2 separate regions of the Danio rerio genome follow, and region 2 is linked to region 1. A link is a contact called in public Hi-C data. All regions are on one chromosome and are shown on one strand. The core of a region is the stretch at or near the end of the contact, and the rest is flanking DNA. Distances in the headings are between cores, read along the strand shown. Region 1 overlaps fbrsl1 (fibrosin-like 1). Region 2 overlaps fbrsl1 (fibrosin-like 1).

Evidence for each region. A called contact is a pair of places that touch in the nucleus more often than the background predicts.
Region 2: a contact with region 1 is called in a Hi-C map of embryo, with 2.5 times the contacts expected there. The contact joins two enhancer-like sites. A contact is called at or near these places in 1 of 18 Hi-C or Micro-C datasets (embryo) and 1 of 4 datasets of contacts at active chromatin or transcription factors (embryo).

Annotation. Positions count from the first base shown.
Region 1 is chr5:18,069,919-18,075,601 of GRCz12tu, forward strand. The region is part of intron 2 of fbrsl1 (fibrosin-like 1); the gene reads left to right. Among named protein-coding and RNA genes, the nearest start is that of fbrsl1, 180 kb to the left of the region's middle. Within about 2 kb of position 3,508, at least 25 of the 62 cell types and tissues checked have an H3K27ac peak or open chromatin away from gene starts, as enhancers often do.
Region 2 is chr5:18,339,075-18,344,782 of GRCz12tu, forward strand. All of the region lies in intron 4 of fbrsl1 (fibrosin-like 1), which reads left to right. Among named protein-coding and RNA genes, the nearest start is that of chfr, 160 kb to the right of the region's middle. Within about 2 kb of position 1,422, at least 6 of the 62 cell types and tissues checked have an H3K27ac peak or open chromatin away from gene starts, as enhancers often do.

The sequences.
Region 1 (5,683 bases), core at 2,258-4,757:
GTGAAAATCCCTGTAGATCAGCAGTTTCTGAAATACTCAGACCAGCTCGTCTGGCACCAACAACCATGCCATGTTCAAAGTCACTTAAATCACCTTTCATTCCCATTCTGATGCTTGGTTTGAACTTCAGCAGATCGTCTTCACCATGTCTGCATGCCTAAATACATTAAATAGCTGCCATGTGATTGGCTTATTAGAAATTTGCGTTAACGAGCAGCTGGACAGGTGTACCTAATAAAGTGGCCGGTGAGTGTATAGCTCAAAATGATTAGTCCACCTATTTTTTGACTTGCCTAATTACCCTAACTTGGCTAATTAAGTCTTAAAATTACACTTTAAGCTGAAAACTAGTATCTTAAAGAGGCTCTAGTAAAATATAGTTATTAGAAATTAGTTATTAAACTATTATGTTTTGAAATGTGTTGGGGGGAAAAAACTTAAATTTTGGGAAAAAAAATATAAAGAGGGGCTATTAATTCAGGAGGGCTAAAAATTCTGACTTTAACTGTATATAAAATGAATGTTTCATAACATACTTTTATTAGTTTTATTGTGCCAAATGACTCATTTTTGGGTTGACATGGGTAAAAAAACACAATAGAAAACTTAATTGTTCACCTGTGAGACACCTGCTTTTCGCCATCCCTTTAATTCCAGAGAGATAAATCAAGTTTAAAATCAAGATTGAGGATTCCTTCCATTCTAAATAAATTATCACATTAGGTTGGGTAAATGATTTGTGAATATCATTTCATGTTGCAAAATCTGTTCTTGAATGTGTGTCCACCGCTATTAGCTTCATATCTGTCAGCCCACGCTGGGCATTAATCACACACACTTATTTAACAGCCTGACTTTAATGAACTTCTGTTTTTGTTTGCTTTGATTCCATCTGTGTCAGTCATTTCCACTCAAAGCATAATGCAAACTTGTGTCTTTTGCCCTCTAGGGTGATCGAGTATGCAAATCGCTCACCGTAGAACCAACATTTGTGTAAATTTGCCTCCCTGCAACCCCCTTCTTACTGGAAAGCATGAGATGCGTGTTGGTGGTTTCGAGCCTTGTGTAATACGTTTGGCCACATAGTGCGGACATCAATCACACTGAGCTATGAACAATGCGTGGCGATGATAGACGCTTAATGGATACTTTGAGACTCATTGCAATAAAAGCAGGAATCCATTTAGTGTATATAGCGCTGTGTCCTTGGGATGCAGTCCAGCCCAGAAGGGTTGTTTTGGTTATTGTGACCGGGAAAGAGGAGATTATAGGGAAGGCTGATGATCTCATCACAAACAACCTGATTCTGATTGGTCAACCACAACCATTCTGTCAACTATTATTGTTGTTTAATGAGTAATAAACTGTAATCAACTTTCTAAGTGTCGTATTCAAATAATATTACTACTGATTAATATTGTGAATATTAATTTGTGCATAGTTTTGTAATAGTCCAACTTATTTTACTTACTACTACTACTATTGCTACCACCACTAATAATAATGATAATAGTAATAGCAATAATAATAATAATAAAACCACCACAAATAATAATAATAATAATAATAATAATAATAATAATACCCTACAATTTGCTACAAAATAATAATAGGTTTAATTAATGTGGCTCAAATATGGCCCACACCAGACACTTACATCCAGTCCGCATACCGCAAGAAATGATGGCACTTGGGCGGTCAGATCTGGTCCACAATCAAGCCATAGCAATATCACATCTCAGCCAGAATTCAACCAAATGAACCAGAACTGACCCTATTCTGGGCCACTGTTTGCTTTTATTCTGGCCCAGATCCAGCCCACACCAGACACTTACATCCGAACCACATACTGAATGGAATGATGGCTCTAGGGTGGTCCATTCCCGTTTGTCAGATCTGGGCTACAAATACACCAAAGCAAGACCACATATCAGCCAGAATTCCACCAGCGGGCCACATTTGCCATATTTTCTCTGGGCCACTTTAGGCTCTCAGCTGCATTGGCCAGAGCTAACTGTGCTTACAACTTCAAAATTAAGAAATATTTGCTGACAAATCATTGTTTCCATAATTAGTCTATCACTAGTTAGTGAGCGTCACTTTAAGCTCAAATATATCAAAAGAGAAATATGTTTATTTTAAAATTTAAAAGTTCAAATAAATGCAGAATAGTTAAGCACGAACAAAAAAAACTAACTTTTGATAATATTAATAATAATGATATTATTTCTATTATTATTATTATTATTATTATTATTATTATTATTATTATTATTATTATTAGTAGTAGTAGTAGTAGTAGTAGTATTAATAACAACAACAACAACAACAACAACAGCAACATAAAGTTGGACACCTTATTGACCCCAAACATTTAAAAGGTATTCTACAACCACCACAGTAATATCAAATTAAAATGATTAAATGTATAATTTCAAACTAAATTAATTAAGTATTTGTTCTTCATAAAATTAAACTCTTTTTAATTAATAAATTATATCATACAATGCTAGAACCTCAAAATTAACAAATATTTTGTGACTTTATTTCCATAATTAGTCTATAACTAGTTAGTAAACTTCCCTTTGAACCCAAATATATTAAAAGAGAAATATTTTTTAACATAATAAAAGCTTCCAATTTTTGAGCAAATATATGCAGCATAGTTAGGCACAAAAAGTACAAAAAATAATTTTATTGATGATAATAATAATAATAATAATAATAATAATAATAATTATTATTATTATTATCATCATTATTATTATTGTTATTATTATTATTATTATTATTATTATTATTATTATAATAATAATAATAATAATAATAATAATAATAACAATAATGATAATAATAATACAAAATTGGAATCTTAATGACCTCAAACTTTAAAAGGTACTACCAGAACTACCACAGCAATAACTAATTAAAATAATTAAATGTATAATTCCAAACAAAGTTAAATAATAGTTATTCATAAAATTAAACAATAAATAAAATTATATTTAACAATAAATAAAATTAAACAATAAGTAAATATATATCATTCAATGCTTGAACCTCAAAATTAAGAAATATTTGGTGAAAAATTATTGTTAGTGAACTTCCCTTTGAGCTCAAATGAAGTAGTCCACATTCATGGTTCAAAATCTTTCATTAAAGTTGTCCTTAAACTATTAAACAAGACCCATTCTTGCCTTAGGACCTTATTTTGAAAAACATACTTGATCCACTTCAAATGTTGTCTACTGGATAATTAAAGTGAAATATGTTTATTGTAAATAAAAACAAAATTGGAAAAATCTTAATGATCTTAATCTTAAATCTTAACCCTGATGTTTTATTATTTACAGGGTACCACTGCATTAACTACTTGCATCATTGTTGTTGTGGCATTACACAATTTAAGAGACAGGTGGCGCTATTCTGTGGCACAATGCAAAGTCGTAAATCCCCCCCAACCCCCTCACTCAGAGCAGCTGCCTCTGCTGAGACAGGAGCAAATGAGAGCAGATGAATCCATTTGGCCCCTGGCCCTGTTGTGGCCCTGCCATGCTCGGAGCGCTCTGCTTCGCTCTGGGGCGGCTCGGGGATAATGAGCCTGGAGATTGAGCCACTGTAGAGGTGCCACCATCGCCCCTGCCCGCTCTCTTTCTCTCTGCCTCTCGTCTCATTCCCTCTTTGTCTCTCTTTCACTCTCTCTTTAGGTTAATAGAGGTGAGGCTTCTCTACTGCGGGACACTTTTTCCAGCAAATTAGGGGAAGGATCTGTGTCCCCAGAGCCTGCCCTCTGCTACGCTCTCCCAGCCCAGAGCTTTCATCCAAACGAGGGGTTCGAGACTTGGGCTGGGGGGTAATGAGGACTGACAGGTCTTGATTCCCAAAGTAGGGATTGAGTGAAAACAGCTGACAGGTGAAGATGAGGGCGGCCTAGATAAAGTGCGAGTGAGAAGAGGTGGAATCGGAAGGAGGGGAGCGAACAAGGGCGAGGCGGAGGTGAAACACTGGCGCTAATGGAGGTGGGACTTGCGGCGGCTCAGGGGCTCTTGGCTGGAGACGGCAGGGCCCTTTGAGGTTAGGCGGGATCAAAAGAGCAGAATAACAAAACAGAGAGACTTCACCCCGACGCGGATCTCAGCACGCCTGCCTCGACGCTCCTCCCTTCAGGGCAGGGATTCAGCAGCATGTCAGAGAAGGGTTTTAGCCCCGGAGTATGGCACAAATACATTCATGGCCTCTTCTTGCCTTTCCATTGTGGTGTGGCGTCATTTTTTGTCCAGTTTCATCTCTATGGTGTAATGTTGTTGTAGCTGTACTGTTAGGCTGGACACAGAAGGCAATCGGTAGGGTTGGGACAATAAACAAATTGATTCTGAGCTTACCTATGGTTATGTATGCTTTACAAACAGTTACACTCTGGCCCCTTTTACACTAATACGAATAGTTTTGCAGTGGTTGCGCCTTTCGTCCACACTACCCCGGAGTTTTCAAGCCCCGAAAAATTGAAAATGCTGAAGAGGCTGTTTTAAATTTGAAAACTCTGTTGTTTTGTGTTAGGGCTGCACGATTAATTGAAAAGAGATCGCCATCTCGATTTGACCCTACACATGATCTTACTTCAGCTTTTCTTCGATTCAACCAATTGTATTTTCAGGGTCAGTAGGGGGCGTAAGGGCGGGCCGGTGTACAAGTCTTTATAATTGTTTCGCATACACTGCTCAGCAACATGGACACCTCCGAATGGTGTTAAACGTGTCACATACTGTATTTATGAGGTATAATTCACCCAGAAATGTAATTTCTGTCCTAATGTTATGATGTATTCACGGCCACGAAATCACACGTACAACATCTTTTTTTTTTTTTTTTCAGCGTGGTGCGCACATCATTTAAACAACCACATTTTAGAGTTATGATTTCAACAATCACTTGACATGTTTTATTTCTTCGTAGCTTACACAAAGTGTTGTGCGTGCAAATAAAATGTTTAAAATGTAAATGTAATGTATAGTTGTATAGCCTATATAATGTTGAATATAATGCAAGAGGGAATCTGATAATGACAAGTGTCTCATTTTATTCTATTGAAAAAATTGCTCTAATAATGTTGTCAATGACAAGCAGGGCTTAACATTAACACCGGCCAACCTTGGCGGGTAGATTTCAGCTGTGGCGGGTTAGATAGTCACCACCACTAGCCACTTTGGCTGGTTAAAAATAATGTTTAAATTGTAGTTTTTTTTTTAAAAGCAGGGTTCGACAATAAGGATGGGCCAATATTCAAGCAAATGCGATCTTATAATCGAGAAGCAGCATGACTGACAAAAATAACTGTGTCCGCGCGAGCAAAAAAAAGCTGGTGAATACCGAATGAGACGATAATCACTCACACTGTCAGCTGATGTGTGCGACTGTTTAAAACACTGTTTAAAAGCTCTTGAATTATCAGCTCCCTTGTATATTATTTCCTCCATTTTTTTTTTTTTTTTGGTTTAACGGGAAAATGATTTTTTTCATCATTAAAACATATAATCAAGTAATATTTTAATAGATATTTTTCAAGATACTAGTATTCAGCTTCAAGTGACATTTATAGGCTTAACTACGTTAATTAGGCAAGTCGTTGTATAATGATGGTCTTGTTTTGTCGACAAATATTACTTTAGAAGGCTAATAGTTTTGA
Region 2 (5,708 bases), core at 172-2,671, 270 kb after region 1:
TGGCCCATGATAAGCAAGAGAAAAAGAGATGACATAACTTTTTAACCAGATGGATGGATGGATGGATGGATGGATGGATGGATGGATGGATAGATGGATGATGAATGGACGGACGGACATATGGATGGATGGAAGGATGGATGGGTGAATGGATGGATGGATAGATAAATGGATGGATGGATGGATGGATGGATGGACGGACGGACGGACGGACGGACGGAGGGACGGATGGATGGATGGATGGATGGATGGATGGATGGACGGATGGATGAATGGATAGACTGACAGACAGGTAAACGGATGAATGGAAGGCTGGATGGATGGGTGGTTGGATGGATGGATGGATGGATGGATGAATGGATGGATGGACTGACAGATAGATGGACAGGTGGATTGATGGATGAATAGATGATGGATGGACGGACAGATGAATAGATGAACGGATGGATGGATGAACAGATGGACAAATGGATGGATGGACAGACGGACATATGGATGGATAGAAGGATGGATGGATGCATAGATGGATGGACAGATGGATGGATGGATGGATGGATGGATGGATGGATGGATGGATGGATGGACGGATGGATGGATGGACTGACAGACAGGTAAACGGATGGATGGAAGGCTGGATGGATGGGTGGTTAGATGGATGGATGGATGGATGGATGGATGGATGGATGGATGGATGGACTGACAGACAGATGAACAGATAGATGGACAGGTGGATGGATGAATAGATGATGGATGGACGGACAGATGAATAGATGAACAGATGGATGGATGAATGGATGAACAGATGGACAAATGGATGGATGGATAGATGAATGGATAGATAGATGGATGGATGGACGGACGGACGGATGGATGGATAGATGGGTGGATGGATAGATTGATGAATGGATGAATGGACGGGTGAATGGAGAGATTGATGGATCGGTGGATTGATCCCAACTGTTGAGTTTGACCACATTTGACCCAACATTGAATTAAAACAGCCCAGCACATTTTGGTGTTCTTTCTCATCTATGTCTTGCACTGAAAACCAAATGTGATCAAGTCACATATTTTGACTGCTATTGAATAAGAGTAGTAACATAGGGACCGCTGCTTAGTTGAGAAGACTCAAATTACCCATCATAAATCCGTCCTGTGCTAATGCACTACTCTTCAGTGTAACTACGCCATTGCTTTCCTGGTCTTGAACCTTCCACACTTCTTTTTCTCTTTTTTTTCTGCCTCATCCCTCGCTTTTCCTCAAGGGGGCTTATTATACACTTCTGGAGCTCTACGAGGAAGCAGAGAAGCTCTCAGTGGGAAGCCTGAAAGCCCAGTTTGTGGCTGGGGTAAGTCTGCAGGAGCATCTGCTGCCCGCGGCTGGGTTGGAGCTCTGACGCGTGGGTCTGGAGAACCATTCCGGAGCCGCTGTAGTTCAGATGAATGCCAGCGGATTAACATATCTAACACGGTGGAGAAAGGCAGGGCTGCTGGATGAAAAAAGAAAGAAAGAAAGGAAGAAAACCCCTGAAATGCTTGTGTCCACATTCAGATCTACTAGCGTGAAATGCAGCGGCATATGGTAGGCGAGGGTACACGCGTGCTGCATCCAGATACATCACATTTGATTTTCCTGTCTTTCCTCCTTTCGTCTTTCCCTCTCAGTCTTTTCTGTCCTTCTATGTCTACCTTTTTTTGTCCCTGTTGCACTCTCCCTCATTTGAGTCAAACGTGCATGCAAAATGGCTTATGCAAATACTCATGTACACAGGCATGTAAAAGCATATGGATCTCTCGGTGTACGATAAGAGATGGCGCACAACACGAACCCCATGCACACACGCTCGCCCGCACACAAAGGGAGAGATTTATTTCTCACTACCCCTCCTCTCTTTCCTCTACTCCTGGCCTGACACAGCCCTTGGATCTATTCCCAGAGCTGACCCCTTAGTGGGGACATTGATGTAGGCTTGCTAATGATGAGAAATGGAACCATAATGCCGGCTGTTAAACCTCGGGGGCGCACAACAAATGTGCTTCCGAGACCCGGCATTTGTCTCTGAATAGATTAGATCCTAGCTGTGGTAACCTTATATTTAATCTCTCTACCTCTCTTTCTCTGCCTCCCTCTCTCCCTCCACTGGGCCAGTAGCTGTTCCTCATGATAAATAATACTTTATCATCCTCTGCCGCGGGCAAAGCCGGACCGGTTTAACTGTTGCCATTCTGTGAAGATCGATTCTTTTGTCTTTGTGCATGTCATTATTTCGTCACACCAGGGATGACGACGCTGGATGTTTAACAAATGGATGGTTGGATGGATGGACAGATGAACAGATGGATGGATGGATGGATGGATGGATGGATGGATGGATGGACGAGTGGATGGACGGATGGATGGATGGATGGATGGGTGTTAGGGTGGATAAATGGATGGATGGATGGATGGATGGATGGATAGACGGTTGGATGGATGGATGAATGGATGGATGGATGGATGGACGGTTGGATGGATGGATAGATAGATGGACCGTTGGATGGATGGATTGATGGATGGATGTATGGATGGACGAATGGATGATGGGTAGTTGAACGGAAAGATAGAAAGAAAAACGAATGGATGGATGGACGGATGGTGTATGGATGGATAGACGAATGGACAAATGGATGATAAATGGACCGATGGACGAACGGATGGACGGATGGACAAATGAATGGATGGATGGATGGATGGATGGATGGATGGATGGACAAACGAATGGATGGATGGATGGATGGATGGATGGATGGATGGATGGATGGATGGATGGATGGAGAGATGAACGGATGGTTGGATGGATGGATGGATTGATCGACGGATGGATGGCTGGATGAAGGATGGGTGGATAGATGGATGGACGTATGGATGGATGGATGGATGGATGGATGGACGGATGGATGGATGGATGGGTTGATAGATGGATGGACAGATAGACGGGTGGATGGATGGATGCATGGATGGATAGATGGATGGGTGTATGGATGGATGGATGGACGAACGGACGGATGGGTGGATAAATGGACAGATGGATGGATGGACAGATGAATGGATTGATGGATGATGGATGGATGGATGGATGGATGGATGGATGGATGGATAGATGGATGGATGGATGATTGGATGGATGGATGGATGGATGGATTGATGGATGGATAGATGGATGGATGAATGCATGGATAGATGGACGGTTGGATGGATGGATGATGGACAGATGGACGGATGGATGGAGGGTTGGATGGATGGATGAATGAATGGATGAAATGATGGATGGATGGATGGATGGATGGATGGATGGATGGATGGATGGATAGATGGATGGATAAACGGACAGATGGATGGATAAACAGACGAATGGATGGATGGATGGATGGATGGATGGACGGACGGATGGACGGACGGATGGATGGATGGTTTCCTGTTGCATTGACTTTACATGTTCAGCGAATCCCATGAGCATTTTACCAGGGTATTCAATTTGAATGTTCTCCTTATGGAATGATAGCATGAATAATGTTGGGAATTTAGAACACATGTTGTTCAATTGAGTCCGCCTCGTCGTCTTGTTAGTACGAAAATGAGAGCAAGTTATATTAAGTCTCTCTGTGGAGTTTTTTTCCATCCAATCAGTGCGAACACCTCTTTTTTCTGTGACATTGTTCTGAAAGCTCTCAGAAAGCGAGATCATATTCTTGTTATTCTCCTTAGGAAAAAAAAGAAAGAGCAGCAACGACACAGAAATCTGATAAATTGGCGCCACAACATATTAAATTATCAATGCACATGAAAAATTCATTCTAGAATGCCTTTCACACTTTCTGAGTCAGTGCGCAATTTACTTTTATCTTGTTAAGGCAGGGAAATTTTATTATGGAAAAATAATGCCACTGTTTTTTTCTTCCTCCCAAGACTCTCTCTTTTCGCTCCCAGTCTCTCTCTCTCTCTCTCTCTGATCCATTTTAAATGGTTGCAGTAATGGTGCAGAAAAATAGGCTGAAAATGAGAAATCGCTCATGAGTAGTTATAAATATTCATGCGAAGGATAACTATGTTAGGCTGCTTTTCAGAGTTCTTCTGTTGTGAAAGTCTGTCCCCACCACAGAAATCTCTCATCTCGTTGGTTAGTCACAAAGTTCTGAAAGACTGAAATGTTTATGTTTCCGAATGCCGTATTTGATGATTGCGCATCTATTACGAAAGACCATTGGTGGAATGAGCTGCATAATCGCACGGATTCTTTGGACGGCCGGCTGAATGACTTCAAAAGGCATCATTTTGCAGCCATGTGGTCAAACACTAACCAATGATTAAAGAAAATTTGTGTAAGTGCTTTGATAAATCGCTTCCTGCGTTTGCAGAACAGAGATCTGGAATGGCTTCTATCATTGAGTTTAAGATGCTGGTTTGAGGGATTTATAGCCACAATTTTAAAGCATGCTTGTTATGGGGGCATAATAGAGTACACCCCATTTTGAAAATCAATGTTTTTATCCATTTCTCAGTGTATATAGGCAATGTGTTTTGGCGCATTAAAACAAAACAGATTTATTAAACATATATTTATCAAAATAATATTTTAGTCACCAAACATATTTAGAAATTGAAAGATAATACAATTAAATTCAAGCTAAATATTGCAAAAATAAAGTACAACCTACAATTTTTTTTATTTTAATTCTTTATTGTTATTATTGTTATTATTTATTTATTTATTTATTTATTTATTTTTTGCTTCTCTTGATTTTTCCTCTCTTTTAAATTTGTATTTAATAATTTTCTATAACGTAAAAATTTGGGTGTACTAGTTTTTGGATCGTTATCGTAAGGTTTGCAGCAACACATTTCCAGAAAGTATTTTCAAACTCTCTTCAAATTCACTAATTTGCCTCTTCTAAATGACTCTGTCACAAATAGAAACTATGTAAAGTAGATGCAAACATAAAAGGCCATGTTGTCCTCATCTGACAACATTTTAATTTGCATTTATGAGTGTAAAACGAATGAATGTTACAGTTAAGCACATGAGCATGTCATTGTTTTTAATAATCATTTTATTATTATTATCTAGTTTTACTCAAATTGTAATCACACTGTATTTGCTTTAAACTGTGGCCATGTTGGCTGCAACACAGGCTCATTGTGAATATGTACCCTCATATATATAATACAATTCTGGAGAGCACGAATTATGTAGCCAGAGGGACGGGTGGCTTCATTTTGTCTTTAAAATGAATGATATAGGCCGATCTGACACCGCAGATGGCTACTGTTTCTTTTCATGCTACCAGCTGAGCGCTTACCTCCATGTGGACAGCTTACACCACATAGGTCAGCGAACTTGAGACGCAGAGCAGAGTTGACCGACTGTGTTTGAGTTCGGCGAAAAACGGTTCCAGAAAGCAGGTAAAACAAAAGACAAAAAATAACATAAACAAATAAATAACAGTGTTAGTATTTGGTAAGAACTGAAAATGTCGTAAAAATCAGGTGATTTTACTTTTTTTTGGATTGCTTTTGAAAACACTATCGGTTGGGTTAAGGGAACAGTGTGGGTGGGGTTATCGGTCAGTCCGTCAGTCAGTCAGTTGACAGCAGCCTCTGGTGATTTTACAGCAGGAACAAATGTAACTTGCAAGAGAGGTTTGAGATCTTAAAAACTGTACACAGCGGC